Linked DNA regions of Anas platyrhynchos: all the other regions are linked to region 2. Evidence: chromatin contacts called from public Hi-C data. All regions are on one chromosome and are shown on one strand. The core of a region is the stretch at or near the end of the contact, and the rest is flanking DNA. Distances in the headings are between cores, read along the strand shown. Region 1 has its middle 110 kb from the start of ALDH8A1. Region 2 has its middle 140 kb from the start of SGK1. Region 3 holds the start of SGK1 (serum/glucocorticoid regulated kinase 1).

Region 1 (4,963 bases), core at 391-2,890, 150 kb after region 2:
ACTATACCATAAAACTGCCTCTCTACTGCAGTAGCGCAGAAGGAATGAGGTCCATTTAGATTTAGTTCAGTATCTTATCAGAAGAGTAGCGCACGAGTAGTCCTTTGTGATGTTTCTCATTGGCATAATAACAACACTAGCTTTCTGTGGTAGATTGCATTTGTTTTGTTCTCTCATATTGTTCCTCTCCTCATTTAGATAGATCTGTATTCATTTCACAAGCAGCTTCCCTTTGAATATCTTTTGTTCAACTGTTAATTACCTTATGTGTCACTTTCTTTTCAAAGACTCACAATACATATAAAAAGATTTGATGGTCCAAAGGGGTGTGTATACTTGATAAGTTCCAAAATTCAGGTCTGTACATTAGCTTCTTATTTTCCTAAAGAATTAGGAAATTAAGCCAGAAAAGACTAGTATACCTGAGCATGTACCTGTAATTATCAAGCAATCGTGGAGTAGTGCCAAAACATGCTAAACTTGTCTAATCTCTCTGATGAAAAAAACATAATGACAAGCTATGGAAAGGCAGAATGACATTTAATTCATTTTCCATTACTTATCTGCCAGCTTTTGATGGTGTTCAACGATACAGCCCACCAGTGGGCTTTTCTGTTCATAGCTGTTCTCTCTGCCAAGTCACACAGATGTTCAGCTTTTTCTTTCACATGGATGGTATACTAGATATGGTCTTACCTTCACCCAGTTCCTCCCCCCTCAAGTTGGGGAACTAATTTTGACCCTATTCCCTGCTAGAGGGTGGTTTTCTGTGATGGGAAAGCCTCACGTCAAGGGATGGATGGATGGAAGGATGGATGGTCTTTCTGCTTTAAGAAGAAAAGATCTTTACTCAGCCCCTAAGTTCACTTTCCAGTGGTGTGATCTAGCTAAAGGATCTGTCCTGTCCTTGAGAGATATTCAGCGTGTGTCCCAGGGGAGCAAGAAGCAGAGCATGAGGTGTCTTCCACCTGCCTTTCCAAATCACATAACACTGAAGCAAAACAAGATGTGTCACTAGTCAAAACTATTTCTACCCACTTATTTTCTCTTACTGATTTCATAACAGTGGATAAGGAAAAGTTACATTTCAGTATATACATACATAAATATACACATGCATATGCATATATATTATTCATTGCTTTTTTATTTGCTTATCAAAACAGATGCTTTCAGACAACTCAAAGCAGTACAAGTAAGTAATTTGTACAGTTCAAAAGCCAGCCTATTTGAACCTATTTGAACTCAAAATTATACAATAAAAAAATCTACTCCGAGACACCTATACTTACAAGTTATGCTTTGGAAAGGTGGATTTGTCTTTGAGAAACACTTGTATAAAACTGAAATTATCAGACCAATCTGTTGAAGACGTACTATATGGTTTATAGCTACTCACAACATACCATGGTATGTCCCAAAAGACTTTTTCTTTCCCCAGCATGTAAATAACTTCATTTATCTTTGCAGAAATAGAGATCAATGTGTTTTCTTATATGTGTTATATCCTGGGGTAGGACCATTTACTGTTTTATTCTGTCAAAACCAGCAGTTCAAAAATTATTGGTCCGGGAGTTCAGTTCTAACAATAGCTCCACCAAACCTCAGACAGCGGTGTAAGAGTGCCTTCTATAGTTGGAAGAAAGAAATGCAGGCCAGAAAAGCCACGGAACTTCAATATACCGCCCATCTCTCTTGGTTGCCTGCAGAGGTGTTCTTAAAGCATAAGAAGAAACGGAACAAAAACTTTCTCTCTTAAAGTGAATGTGTCAAATTCATCCTCAAGATAGCTGTCATCTTTGGAGCACGATTACAAATACTTCTTACTCCAGTGTAGGTGTAGTCCTCTATGAAGGCTTAGAAACAGTTCTATATGCAATCAGCTTTTAAAGAAAAAATTGAATATTTTTTGTAATTTTATCAGTGGCTTTTAAAGAGCTTTGTGGGCTTCACAGGGAAAAATGCCATAGACATGAAGAAGCCCTTATTCTGGAGTGTTACTTTTCTTCTGAGTCATTTCAGTGATCTGGTTTCTCACACAGTTTCATAAACAGTTGTAGTTGCCCAACTAAGGGAGCAGCAAGCTGTGATGGAACTGTGAAAAACAAAGCAAAGCAAAACAAAACAAAACAAAACAAACACCTAATTGAACAGAAGGAAAGGACAGGAGCTACCCAGGTAAGCACAATGCAATCATGTATAAAACTAAGCAGAACTTGGATCCTGACAGACAACTTCTGGGCGAGTGCCTAAGTCCTAAGCCAGAAAACGACATTCTTACACTGTGAACAGATCACCTAGTACAGCTGTGGTTTAGCAAAGCCTTAAGAATACATTCAGCTTCAGCTGCACAAATACTCCATGTCAGTCAGACAACTTAGGTCCTTAAAGGTGAGCAGACATCTTGGCAGTGGGGCTTACTGTAACTCATATACAAAGGGTAAAAAGTTTACTGCATTGAAGTCAGCTTCATGATAGTCTTGACTTTCCATGAAACAAAGACTATAAGCAGGCTAGTTCTACCTTGATTTCAAATTTCCCATCATTTTTTAAATTTTGCTCCTATCATACACATTGATTTTGATATAAAGAATCTCTTAATCCACACATGGTCTCCATATGAACAGAAGTAACTAAAGTAAGAGTTACTTTTCCACCTCCTCTCTGTCATTCCACTGTATCTATAACTGGAACTAGCACACGCAGTGCAGTACTTTTGTGCCCTTATGTGTAGGAAAGGATAACCAAAATATGCTGTGTTAAGTAAAGCAAAGAATGACCAAAGAATGAAAGAATAACAGCAGGTATAGGGCTAGTGTGCAAGTTTCCACAATGCATTTTTGTTATACTCATATATAATCAATTTTCTGACCCACAAATAGAAGAGAAGTCAACCTTTGCAGAGAAACCAAGTACTCCCTATTACACTTTTAATGGCAAGTCAGCTCAAGCAAAATAAGACCAATCATGCTGTTCAATGGTTGAAATTTTCATTTTCCAAGTCAGGGAACCCACTATGCTGCTGCAACATTGATATTTGAAATGAGGTAACTCAGGGAAGAACAGATATGTGTGTAAAGGGGGGTCACATGGACATGACAAGCAATTGCATGTGCCCAGAGGAGTTACTACCACAGCTTAATGTCATGCAGTGAAAAGTGAAGTACCTTGTAAAGACACAGAGCAGACACATAGACTGGAAACAGTATCCACACATCACGCCAATCTTGTGCCCAAGCAAGTAAAACCTTTTGAGATGAAGCTTTTGTTGAGCTGAAGGCAGCATTATGCCAAGGTAGAGATACCACTTTGTGGCCATAATTGCCCTCTATACATTTTAGCCAAGAGAAGAGTATAGAGTCCAAGCTACTGGCCTTGCCTACAAACAACCATGGTAAACTATCAGCAAAAATATGATACATAGCAGCAAAAGATGTTCTTTTTCTCTTAGAGCTTATACAAAAACCTTCCCCATTCCACACTATTTCAGTGTTTAGCCAGACTCTCAGTTCATTCCATCATCTGCATTGTGATTCAGGTGTGTTCTACTTTGGTCAGAATATTAGTCTTGCTTGGGAGCAGAACAGATGAAATGTTAGACCAGCAAAAGCTGTATTAGGAATGTCACTGTATGTCATCTGAAATGCCCTCTCTCAGTGGTTGTGAGAAAAGAAATGGTTTAGGCTAATCCCTAAAGGATGTTTTCCTTACAATTAAAAAACTAATCTCTCTCTCTTCTCTCTCTCACACAGGATATAAAAGCCAGAGTAAAGGCAAGGCATAGATTTTGGAGCCTAAAATAGCCCTTTCAAAATACATATGTCTTAAATGGTAGGAAAGATATGACCAGCTAAGCAGTATACAATCTACACAAAATAATGCTTTATGTGATTTGATCCAGTCCAGTCTTCAGCTATGAAACTGACCTATCTCTTCTTCTTAATAGTTTCATCTTCTAAAAAAATTTATAAAGAGTTTGATTTTGTTGTCAGTGGTGGTTTGGTTTGTTTTTAATTCTTTTATGGTGTATTGCCAGGCAATGAATGGTGTGTGATCTCTTGTCAAGAAAAGTGAAACAGGAGGCAGGAAAGCTGTTTTTATGCAAACATGGACAATTTTTCTTTTTCTTACCTTCACTTTGTTTCAGGTTTACCACCTGGTACACAGTAACAATGTTATTCACCTCAGGCTGTGCTGGAGACATTAATTTTTGTTTTAAAAGTGGGATGAAATGCAGCTGTTACATGAAGTCCAATGCTTAACCTCATACCTCTGATGGTTATTCCTTTATCACAAAGCAATCCAGCTTGATTTTGTAGTATATTCATCAGAATACAAATATAAAACAAAGAAAATAAAAGTATTTTTCCATTTTCTGTCACTGACTTTTTGACTTAATATTTGGGCAAGTCACACTGCCTCTCTCTTCCTCTTCTCCTTCATCTGTCTTACTGATCAACACTGAAAGTCCTTTGGAGCCAGATCTGGCCTATATATCATGTATGGGTCCTAGCCAGCTGAAATATGTCCTAAACTTCTCTGCTTATTCTCTGTACCCCTGTAAAATATTAAGAAGTAAACATGTTTGAAGAAGCTTTGATTTGAGAAAAGAAAATACAATAAGTGGTGATTTAACCAGGGCTTAGTAAGCTTACAGTTACTCTCTCAGTTCTGTCACAGAATTAGTATAGTCTATAACTTCAGGAGTTTTATTACTCTGGGAGTATATTGTCTGAAATTATTCAAATGTAAAAGCTCTTGCAGTAGAGATGAATCTGCCACATAATCAATCAATCAAACAAACAAACAAAAAACAACACCCAAAGTCCACACTGTTTTCTCAACAGTTGTTCGGGTGAGCATAAATATGGCTTAAATAATTATCTCTATTAGAGAAATCTTAATATTTAATCTTAAGAGACGGGGGAATTGCATTAAATTCTATGTGCTACAAAGTTTATAT
Region 2 (4,394 bases), core at 46-2,545:
CAGGCACACTTTGTTTTCCCTGCCTTACATCATGCCACCTTTTGCTACCTTGCTGTGGGACACTGGCAGAGAGATGGGGCAAACTGAGGGGTCAGGGGTAGAATCTGGTGACTTGGTTCACTGCACATGAAATGTTCAATCCAGCCCAACCCAGATGTGCAGAACACAGGAACAAACCATGATGGAGATGTTTCCTGTTGACCATAGGAGTCAAACTGCCCAGGTTTATCCTCAGGTATCTCTTTGTAATGGAGTTCTGAAAGTCTCCAACTGCTATGCTGCAAAAACATCTCTCAAGAAATCTTGCCAGACACCATATTCACATCCACAGCTTCGTTCATTGCCAGCTCTTACATCACCTGTTGTTGGCAGACTCCATCAATAAGAACGGCTTTCTGGCAATTATATCAGCCAGCTTTCTTCTTTATATAGCTGTGTTGTTCTGCATTTTGCATCAGCTGCTGTGGTTTCTGAACTCTTCTTGAGAGCTTTCAATTGACATATTTGCCTGTAGTTTCCAGTTTTAATACCCTTTATTGCAGGTACAATTCTCTGACACATACACTGTTTTTTCTTTGGGAACAGACCGTTAGGCCACTAAAGAGCCTTCTTGGGGGATAACAGATGAATCCCCCTGAAATGTTCAGAAATGTAAGATGGATCCTGCAAACCTATCAGTCTGCTTCCAAAATCCCCAGTGAGGGCTTGGAGTTTGGGGATGGTTGGCTGGGGATTAGGTGGAAGCTGTTATCACAGGCTGGCTAGGTTGTGTATTTCCTTCAATTCAATCCCTGCTGTGCACAGAGCAGCAATGTACCTAACAGCTGCGCATTCTTTGCTTCCCTTTTGAGCCCTGCTCTGGCCAAAAAAGCCTTTATCAGAGGATGCATTACGGTACCTTTGTTCATTAATGATAACCGAGGTAGAAAACAATTTCTGCTTCATCTCCATTCCTTGTGCCATAAATCTCCATGTAAAAAAAAATCTCCTGGGACTCCACAGCACTAGAAGTCAATTGCTAAAGGGAATTTATATAAACAGTGCCAACATTTGGCAGCAGGATTCGGTATATTTCTTTGATGCCCACAGTCTGCAATTGCAGAAAGTCTTACTAGCCCAGCTTGAGGGAAAAGGGGTGATACCTCTCTGCACTTTCGTGTTCTTTTTTTGGAGTATCTGCATGCTTGTCTTTGCCTGAGTCATTATAAAGACCAGAGGATCACAGTCAGCCATTGGTATGGGAGGGCGCCTGGATGCTGCTCTTGTGGGAATTCCACATTCCCTGCAAGTCTTGCGTAATGCTGACTTTCCCTCGGAGTCTGTCCAGGATTACTTCCTGCCAGACACTTTTCCTCTAGCAACGGCACCATATGAGGAAAAAAGAAACCTTATTCCCTCTTAGGGAAACACCTCATTCTTCCTTTTTCCCCTCAACCCCAAGATACATTAAAACTGCCATTATATAAACATAAAACAACACTCTAATGAAACTGTCAGTGTGTTTTCAGGATATCCCAATAATCTGTGTATAAAATACACATGTTCCTTGTCAGTCTTCCTATAGTGTAACACCCTCCTTCTGCCACTAACTAATGGCACTGCTTAAGTAATCTCTGTTATGACACTGACAGTCATGGGTTTAAATCCTGATGATCAGTCAAAGCAAATGTCATCACAAAAGCAGTGACTTCTTTCCTTACTCTTTTTTCATTTTACTATTTTATTTTATTTTACTTATCTAAGAACTGCTGCTCATGAGATATGTATACCTAACTGGCTCAGATGCCTCAGCAGGTAAGAGCTGCCACACCATTTGTGTTTCAGCAATGGAAAAAACAACCGCTTATGTAATTCTCATACTGCCAAAAATCCACACCACAGATGAACCATCACAATAAAAGCTGAATTTACTGCATGGCCAAATGAGCAGTCAGAAAACACATACCTACCTAGAAGAGCTGCAAAAACAACTTAGAGGTTATGTACAGCAGAGCTGTGTATAACTAGCAAAATTACATCTTAAACACAGTTCTAATGACCAGGCTGCATCGTAAGCATTTAATTATCTTTTGGACCATAAACTCTGAGGATGTACAGGCAACAGAGAAAAAAGCTAATCGTATGGAATGAGATACCAATCCTCTTGTTTGCAACTGTATGCTCTTAATTTGCCTTGTTTCTGCTTGTGAATGACCATGAATCAGACTTTGTGTTTACTGGCAATGGCAGCCTTTATGTCAGCTGAAAGCTAAAGCATACTTCCTATCATTTAATTTTACCAAAAAATTCACAAGATGCATTTATGAACATTATGAACAGGGAACTCTCTTACTCAGGAAAACATGCAGCTAAATTTAAATGGCGTAATGCCAATGAAGGAATAGAATTACAGCTGTCTGTGGTGGCTAGATGTCCTCAATGTGAACAGGTGTTTTGGTAGCATAAACCTTCCATGTTTCCCCCCCTTTTTTTCCCTTTACCTCCGCTCAGCCCCTGCCATGCTGTCTTGGCCCCACCGGATGCCAGAAGGGTAAGTAACCTCTGCAGTGTTGCAACTTTTGCATTCACCACGGGACAATTCAATTTTTCCAAGTCAAAAGGAGGGCATTATCTTTACTCATGCTCCTTGAGCAATAAAAGCTAGGAAACATAGTGGACAAAAAACATAAAAGAGAGGTAGGGGACTCAATAATATACTCATCAGGTGATATCTCGTCAGGAGAGAAGGGAGCTGCTGTGTATAAAGAAGTTGCCTGTAATAAGTGAGGGTGCTGACACATACAAACAAACAAAACCAACAAACTGGATGGGCACTCCTGTTCTGGGGAACAGTACAACTCATTCTCTCTCTCCCTTTCCTGAAAAAGGAGGAGAATTTCTGGACTGGGTAGGAAACATTTCTTCACTTTCCTGTGAAGAAGTGAGACAGCTGAACTCTGTCTCCCCTCCATGTGTTTTTTGAACTTAATTCCTAGTCATGGCTGAGGTTAGTACAGGTGAGCCCCGGAGGCAGCATAACATGAAACAATAAAACAAGTCCAACCACTGAACACATTTGTGCCATGACCCAGATTTCATCAATGAATGGAAAATCCCCAAGTTGAACTAGGAAAATATTCCTCAGATTCATTAGAAAATTAGAAGCAAACAGAGGCTTGAACTCAGCATTGCAAATACACTTACACCTTATTTGTTCCAAGAACTATGGAGCACAGTGTGTTGCAGATTATTGTAAGTTTGCCTGATGGATGCATTATTACTTTTATGTGGCAGACCACAGCAGGAAATATTTACTGTGATTTTGACCAAAATTCCTGTTACAGAACTGATGTTCCCATGACTGGAAGACTTTCAAGTAATAGGGACATGCTTTTTTTCAATGTCAAATAAAAATGTAGAAAAACAAACAGATTTTAGAAACTGCAGCTTCCCTTCCCTTCCCTTCCCTTCCCTTCCCTTCCCTTCCCTTCCCTTCCCTTCCCTTCCCTTCCCTTCCCTTCCCTTCCCTTCCCTTCCCTTCCCTTCCCTTCCCTTCCCTTCCCTTCCCTTCCCTTCCCTTCCCTTCCCTTCCCTTCCCTTCCCTTCCCTTCCCTTCCCTTCCCTTCCCTTCCATTTCCTTGTATAATCACAGAATCACAGAATCACAGAATTTCTAGGTTGGAAGAGACCTCAAGATCATCGAGTCCAACCTCTAACCTAACACTAACAGTCCCCACTAAACCATATCCCTAAGCTCTACATCTAAACGTCTTTTGAAGACTTCCAGGGATGGTGACTCCACCACCTCCCTGGGCAGCCCGTTCCAGTGCCTAACAACCCTTTCAGTAAAGAAATTCTTCCTAACATCTAACCTAAAACTCCCCTGGCGTAACTTTAGCCCATTCCCCCTCGTCCTGTCACCAGGCACATGGGAGAACAGGCCAACCCCCACCTCGCTACAGCCTCCTTTAATGTACTTATACAGAGCAATAAGGTCACCCCTGAGCCTCCTCTTCTCTAGGCTGAACAAGCCCAGCTCCTTCAGCCGCTCCTCATAGGACTTGCTCTCCAGGCCCCTCACCAGCTTCGTCGCCCTTCTTTGGACCCGCTCAAGCACCTCGATGTCCTTCTTGTAGCGAGGGGCCCAAAACTGAACACAGTACTCGAGGTGCGGCCTCACCAGAGCCCAGTACAGGGGGAGGATCACCTCCCTAGCCCTGCTGGTCACAGTGTTTCTGATACAAGCCAGGATGCCGTTGGCCTTCTTGGCCACCTGAGCACACTGCTGGCTCATATTCAGCCGACTGTCCACCATCACTCCCAGGTCCTTCTCTGCCTGGCAGCTCTCCAACCACTCATCTCCCAGCCTGTAGCTCTGCTTGGGGTTATTGCGCCCCAGGTGCAGGACCCGGCAC
Region 3 (4,672 bases), core at 572-3,071, 140 kb before region 2:
GCCGTAAGTACAAATCAAAACAGGGACAGGGCTCTAGAAATCCCATCCGACTCATCTCGCCCAAACCCAGCTCATGAAGAACTGGTGCAAGGTGAGTAATAATACCTCAGGAAGAGCAATTAACTTTTCAGTAACAGTCATGCCAGAGGCATTAGAGTAAACAATTTTTCCTCGGTCTCATAAAACGTAATGGTATTTATTACTGAAACCCGGCCGAAGTGTCTGATACTTACTGTTTGCATGCATAGGAGTTGGTGGCTATCTTCTGAATGAAATCATTCAGCCCCATTCTTCTCTGCTTCATGAAAGCTAAAAAATAAAAGGACAGGAGTGTTAAAAAAATTTAAAAAAAAAAAAATAAAAAAAAATCGCGAAGCCATCTGCCTGTCTTGTTAAAAAAAAAAAAAAAAAAGTACACCACCCAGCAGCATCCCCGCTGCCCGCCTCACCGATGAGGATGGCCACCATGCCCCTCATCTTGGCGTAGGTCAAGGTGGGACCCGACGCCTCGGCTGCCTTCACTGTCATTGCTCTGGGCTTGGAAGGGGAAAAGATGCCGGGACAAGGAGCCGACTGCGACCAGCACCGCACTGCCCCGGAGCGGCCCCCGACAGCGCTTAAGTGGCGGCGGAGCGGGGCGGGACCGGAGAGGGGCGGCGCCGATCGTCCCCCCCCCCCCGGGGGGCCGCCTCCGGGGCCGTCGGGGGGGGGATGAACGGCGCCGCCCCGCTGCCGGCCCCGGGAGACTGATTCCCCCCCCTCCCCGCTCCCCGCTCCGGAGAACAAGATTTCCTGCCCGGTTTGCATTAAAACAAACAAATGTCCCTTCTGTGCGCTGCCCTGATCCCGGCCGGGCCGTTACCGAAAGGGAAAAGGAAAACAAACAAAAGCACAAAAGCGAACCAAAAAAAAAAAATTTTTTTTTCTTTAATGCCAAAAAAGGGGAAAACGTAAGGGAAAATAAATAAATAAATCCCGGTTCGCTGAACTTGGAGGCGGGGGGAGGAAAGGGCTGAGAGGTCTGCTGCTGGAAGTGGTGGGGAGATGACAAGTGCACCAGTGCAAACATCAAAAAAAAAAAAAAAAAAGAAAAAAGAAAAAAAAGGGGAAGGAGGGGAGAAATTGCTTTCCCTTTTGCTTTCCCTATCCACGACCACTCGGGATCACGGTGCGTGGGGCACCGCTGCCGTGCCCCCCCGTGCCCAACACCAGCCTGCCGCTGGGCAGCATCCCTTGGCAGCCGGCCGCACCTCGGGGGGTGACAGCAGCAGGGGCACCCAGCGAGGTGGGCGCAGGTCTCCAAAAGCGCCTTACAGCGCTGGAAGAAGGAGGGAAAGGGGTCGGGGTCCCTCCGGGAGATGGGGGGGGGGGGATCCCTGGCGCCCCAGTGCGGGCGCAGCGGCGCCGGGAAGGGCAGGGGCGAGGGGAGCGGCTGCTGGGGCTCTGCCTGCTCCCACTTGTCGCTTTCCTCGCGCCTGTCGCCAAAACCGCCGCTATCAGCGGAGGCAGAAATTGAAGAGAGAAAAGAGAAAAGAAAGGCGAAAAAAAAAAAGAAACCCCAGGCTCTGCCACAGCCCCCGGTGCCCCGCACAACCTGCCGCGGGTCGCGGCGCCCCTCACGCCCCCTCCTCCCCCCCGTGTCCCCCGGTGCCCCCCGTCACCTTTGAGCGACGACTTCTCCTCCTTGCCCCTCATCTCCGCCGCGGGGCCGTGCTCTGCGCTCAGCAGCCGGGGGCGGGCTGAGGCCGGCCGAGTGCCCGGCCCGGGGGCAGGGGGAGGCGGCGGGGGTGGGAGGGGGGGGCGGAGGGGCCGGGCGCCGCTGCCGCTGCCCCGCTTAGGATCGCGGTGCCGAGGGCGCTCCGGGAGCGTTATAAACGCGGACACGGGCCGCCCCGCACACTCTGCCCCGTTGCAACATCGCCCTCAAAATTACTGTCATCAGCGGCAGCCGCGCACACCCCGCCGCGGGGGGGCCGGCCCTGCCCTGCCCTCCGACACCCGCCCCGGCCCCGCGGCGGCGCCAGGAGGCGCTGCCCGCACCCGCTGCGAGCCGCCGCGCACCGGGACCCCCCCCCCGGTCCCCGTCCCCATCCCCGTTCCCCTCCTTTCCCCGGCCGGGCCCCGAGCCAAGGCGGGCGGAGGAGGCGGCCCCGGGTCCGCTCCCGCCCCCGGGCGCCGAGCCGCGGCTGCCGGCAGCGCTTCCCCGCCGGCCGGATAGCGCCGGGCCGGGCACGGCCCCCAGCGCCTTCCGCCGGCAGCGCCCCGGCGGCGCCCCCCCGGCCGCCGCCCGGCTCGGGACACCGCTGTCCGGCCGTCCGTCCGTCTGTCCGGCCGTCGGTTCGCCCCCCCTACACACACGCACTTGTCCGCCTCCGCACCGGGTACTCGGCGGCTCGGTGCGGTGGGAGGTTGTCAGCTGCCAAAGCCGGGTCTCAGGAGCCCGGGATGCGCTTAGCAAGCCCCCAAAATCGCGTTTTAAAGCTTTTCCTGACGGTGATGGCTGCAGTTGGAACGGAAGACGGAGCTCAAGCAAAGGAAAGGTGGCCAAGAGGCATCCCGTTACTCGAGGGCCGGCTGTTCTGGAAAAGGGTCGGGCATTGTGCAAAGGTCGCCAAACTGCAAGGGTTTGCATCGGGAGTTTGTATAGGCGCTGATAAGTAAAGGCAAGAGAAGAGCGAAAATAATTGCAATAATATTTCTCACTCCCATTACGTTTCGCCCCGAGATTACAATTCTGACAAATTGTCCCGAGCTTCTAAAATTTCCAAATAAAAAATTTATGCTTTTTCAAAGACAAATGAATAAAGTAAAAGGTGGACATGCAAAATGCAAAAGTAAACGGAGACTCCACACCGGCAGTAGGAACAGTTGCGGAACAGCTCGCTGCAGGATGTGCGCACACCGAAGTGTGGGTGGGTTGGGTAATGGCTGGGTGAATGAATGACAAAAGAATACTTGAGGGCAGTGGAGTACAAAGGCAGTGTGCCTGACCCAGAATGTTCCTCAACCGCGAACGAACGCCCGGAAGCCAGGGGTGTTTTGGGGGCGAATCACTGACCAGTTGCCTGTTCCTGCTGTCAGCCTTAGCAGGGGACTGTTAGCTGGTGCTGGGAACCCCGTATGCTGAGCTACATGGACCTGGGGCTGAGGCATTCGTTCTGATATTACCTGTCTGAGTGGCATGGTGCTGGGTCTGTGCTCACAGAATTTAACCAACTCACAAAGCCCCAGGACCTGCTGCTTGCTGGTAAGAAGAAAAGAAGAGAGAGAGACGATTGGATTTTGTAATGTAATATGAAGCGTGACGCTGCCAAATGGCTCGGTTCCACGTAAAAGTAGCACCAGGTGAGCAGGCTCTCATCAGCCTCCTCACCGTGCCAGCATTCAGACCAGGGTCCTGCTGTGGGGAGGTGAGAAATGCAGAAAGACACAGACTGACAGACCCTTAGGCGATGCAGGCATAAGGGCAGAGTGGGCTGGCTTGCCTGTATGAGGCAGGTATGGGTAACCTTAGGGTCCTATAGGGATGTGATTCAGTTCATCTTCAACAAACAGGCACATTACCAGCGTGGGCCTATGCTGTTTGAAACACTTTCAGCAGCTGCTGGCCTGTGGAAATTTGTCTCCCTCAAGACTTGCTGTTTGGGGGGATTCTTCATCTGCAGGGGACGGGTGTTAGTCCTGCCTGGCAGTGCTTGCTGGGTGCACAGAAACTTTCCCCTCTTGCCCTTCAGGAAGGTGAAAGGCTCCCACAGCCTGCATGGTAATCATAATTTGTGAGCTCTCTTCCTCTGATTCTCATTGTACTGGTACTCATTGTCCGCTGCGGGGCAAGATTTACGCATGTCCTTCAGTGCCTCCATCCTTGAGGAATTAGATTCTCAGATAGCTTCTGAACTTCATCTTGGCAATGAATTCAGTGCTAAAGGAAAGAATTCCTGCTTACTTATCTTGCTGAATATAGATGTTAGGATGTGGCAGGTTGAACTGTTCCTAGAATTGCTTGGCTGACTCTGGACGGAAGCTTCCCCAAATTCTGCAAATATTTTCAGCAATATTTGGGTTCGGGTTAATTAAACAAAGATGGAATTCAAGCCTTGGACTGCAACAGTGACTCTGCCCCCAAATGCAAAAGGAGATTGCTCTGAAGCGAAATCTCGAAAGCTTTTATTTTCCTCCCCTAAATCCCCAGCAAACAAGTTCTTGCCTCTGACCTTGTAATTAAGTTTCGTGTGCGACAGCCAAAACTTTCAGTCAAGACCTTCAGGCTGTCCCTACAAACAGTCTCTACAAGTAGCAGCAAACAGATAAGGACTGAATAACAGCTTTAATAACAACCCAAACAGAGATTTTAAATCAGGATATTTCGAGTGCTGTCAACAGGTCTGCTAGACGTTGTTCTGACAGAAGGGTATTGACTGAAACCCCTATTGATCTGGAAACATCTAATTGATTTCAGTCTCATATTTTGCCAAACACAAATTTGGAACATCTTTTATTTTACTTTTCTGGTGTGTACAGAGCAGGTTTACTGCATCGTCAATAAGAGGCTTTAGTGCCAAGGGATTACGCTCACAGGATCACAGAGTGATGCAGGGCTGTACTGAGAAAAAAAAAAAAAAAAAAAGTAATTCCTGTCCTTGTAGAAAGCAGTGGAAAATTACAGCATCCT

The links. A called contact is a pair of places that touch in the nucleus more often than the background predicts.
Region 1: a contact with region 2 is called in a Hi-C map of subcutaneous adipose tissue, with 2.3 times the contacts expected there. The contact joins two enhancer-like sites. A contact is called at or near these places in 2 of 8 Hi-C or Micro-C datasets (skeletal muscle and subcutaneous adipose tissue).
Region 3: a Hi-C map of skeletal muscle shows a contact between it and region 2, with 5 times the contacts expected there. The contact joins the promoter of SGK1 here to the enhancer-like site in region 2. A contact is called at or near these places in 4 of 8 Hi-C or Micro-C datasets (F5 follicle, skeletal muscle and small yellow follicle).

What each region holds. Positions count from the first base shown.
Region 1 is chr3:61,531,963-61,536,925 of IASCAAS_PekinDuck_T2T, reverse strand. No RefSeq gene overlaps it. Among named protein-coding and RNA genes, the nearest start is that of ALDH8A1, 110 kb to the right of the region's middle. Within about 2 kb of position 1,640, at least 3 of the 8 cell types and tissues checked have an H3K27ac peak or open chromatin away from gene starts, as enhancers often do. A contact at or near this core is called in subcutaneous adipose tissue, where this site is marked.
Region 2 is chr3:61,684,637-61,689,030 of IASCAAS_PekinDuck_T2T, reverse strand. No RefSeq gene overlaps it. Among named protein-coding and RNA genes, the nearest start is that of SGK1, 140 kb to the left of the region's middle. Within about 2 kb of position 1,295, at least 3 of the 8 cell types and tissues checked have an H3K27ac peak or open chromatin away from gene starts, as enhancers often do. A contact at or near this core is called in subcutaneous adipose tissue, where this site is marked.
Region 3 is chr3:61,822,930-61,827,601 of IASCAAS_PekinDuck_T2T, reverse strand. It overlaps SGK1 (serum/glucocorticoid regulated kinase 1), which reads right to left and starts at 1,821. Exons shown (of 12, transcript XM_038176238.2): 1 at 1,662-1,821; 2 at 234-309. The coding sequence starts at 1,695.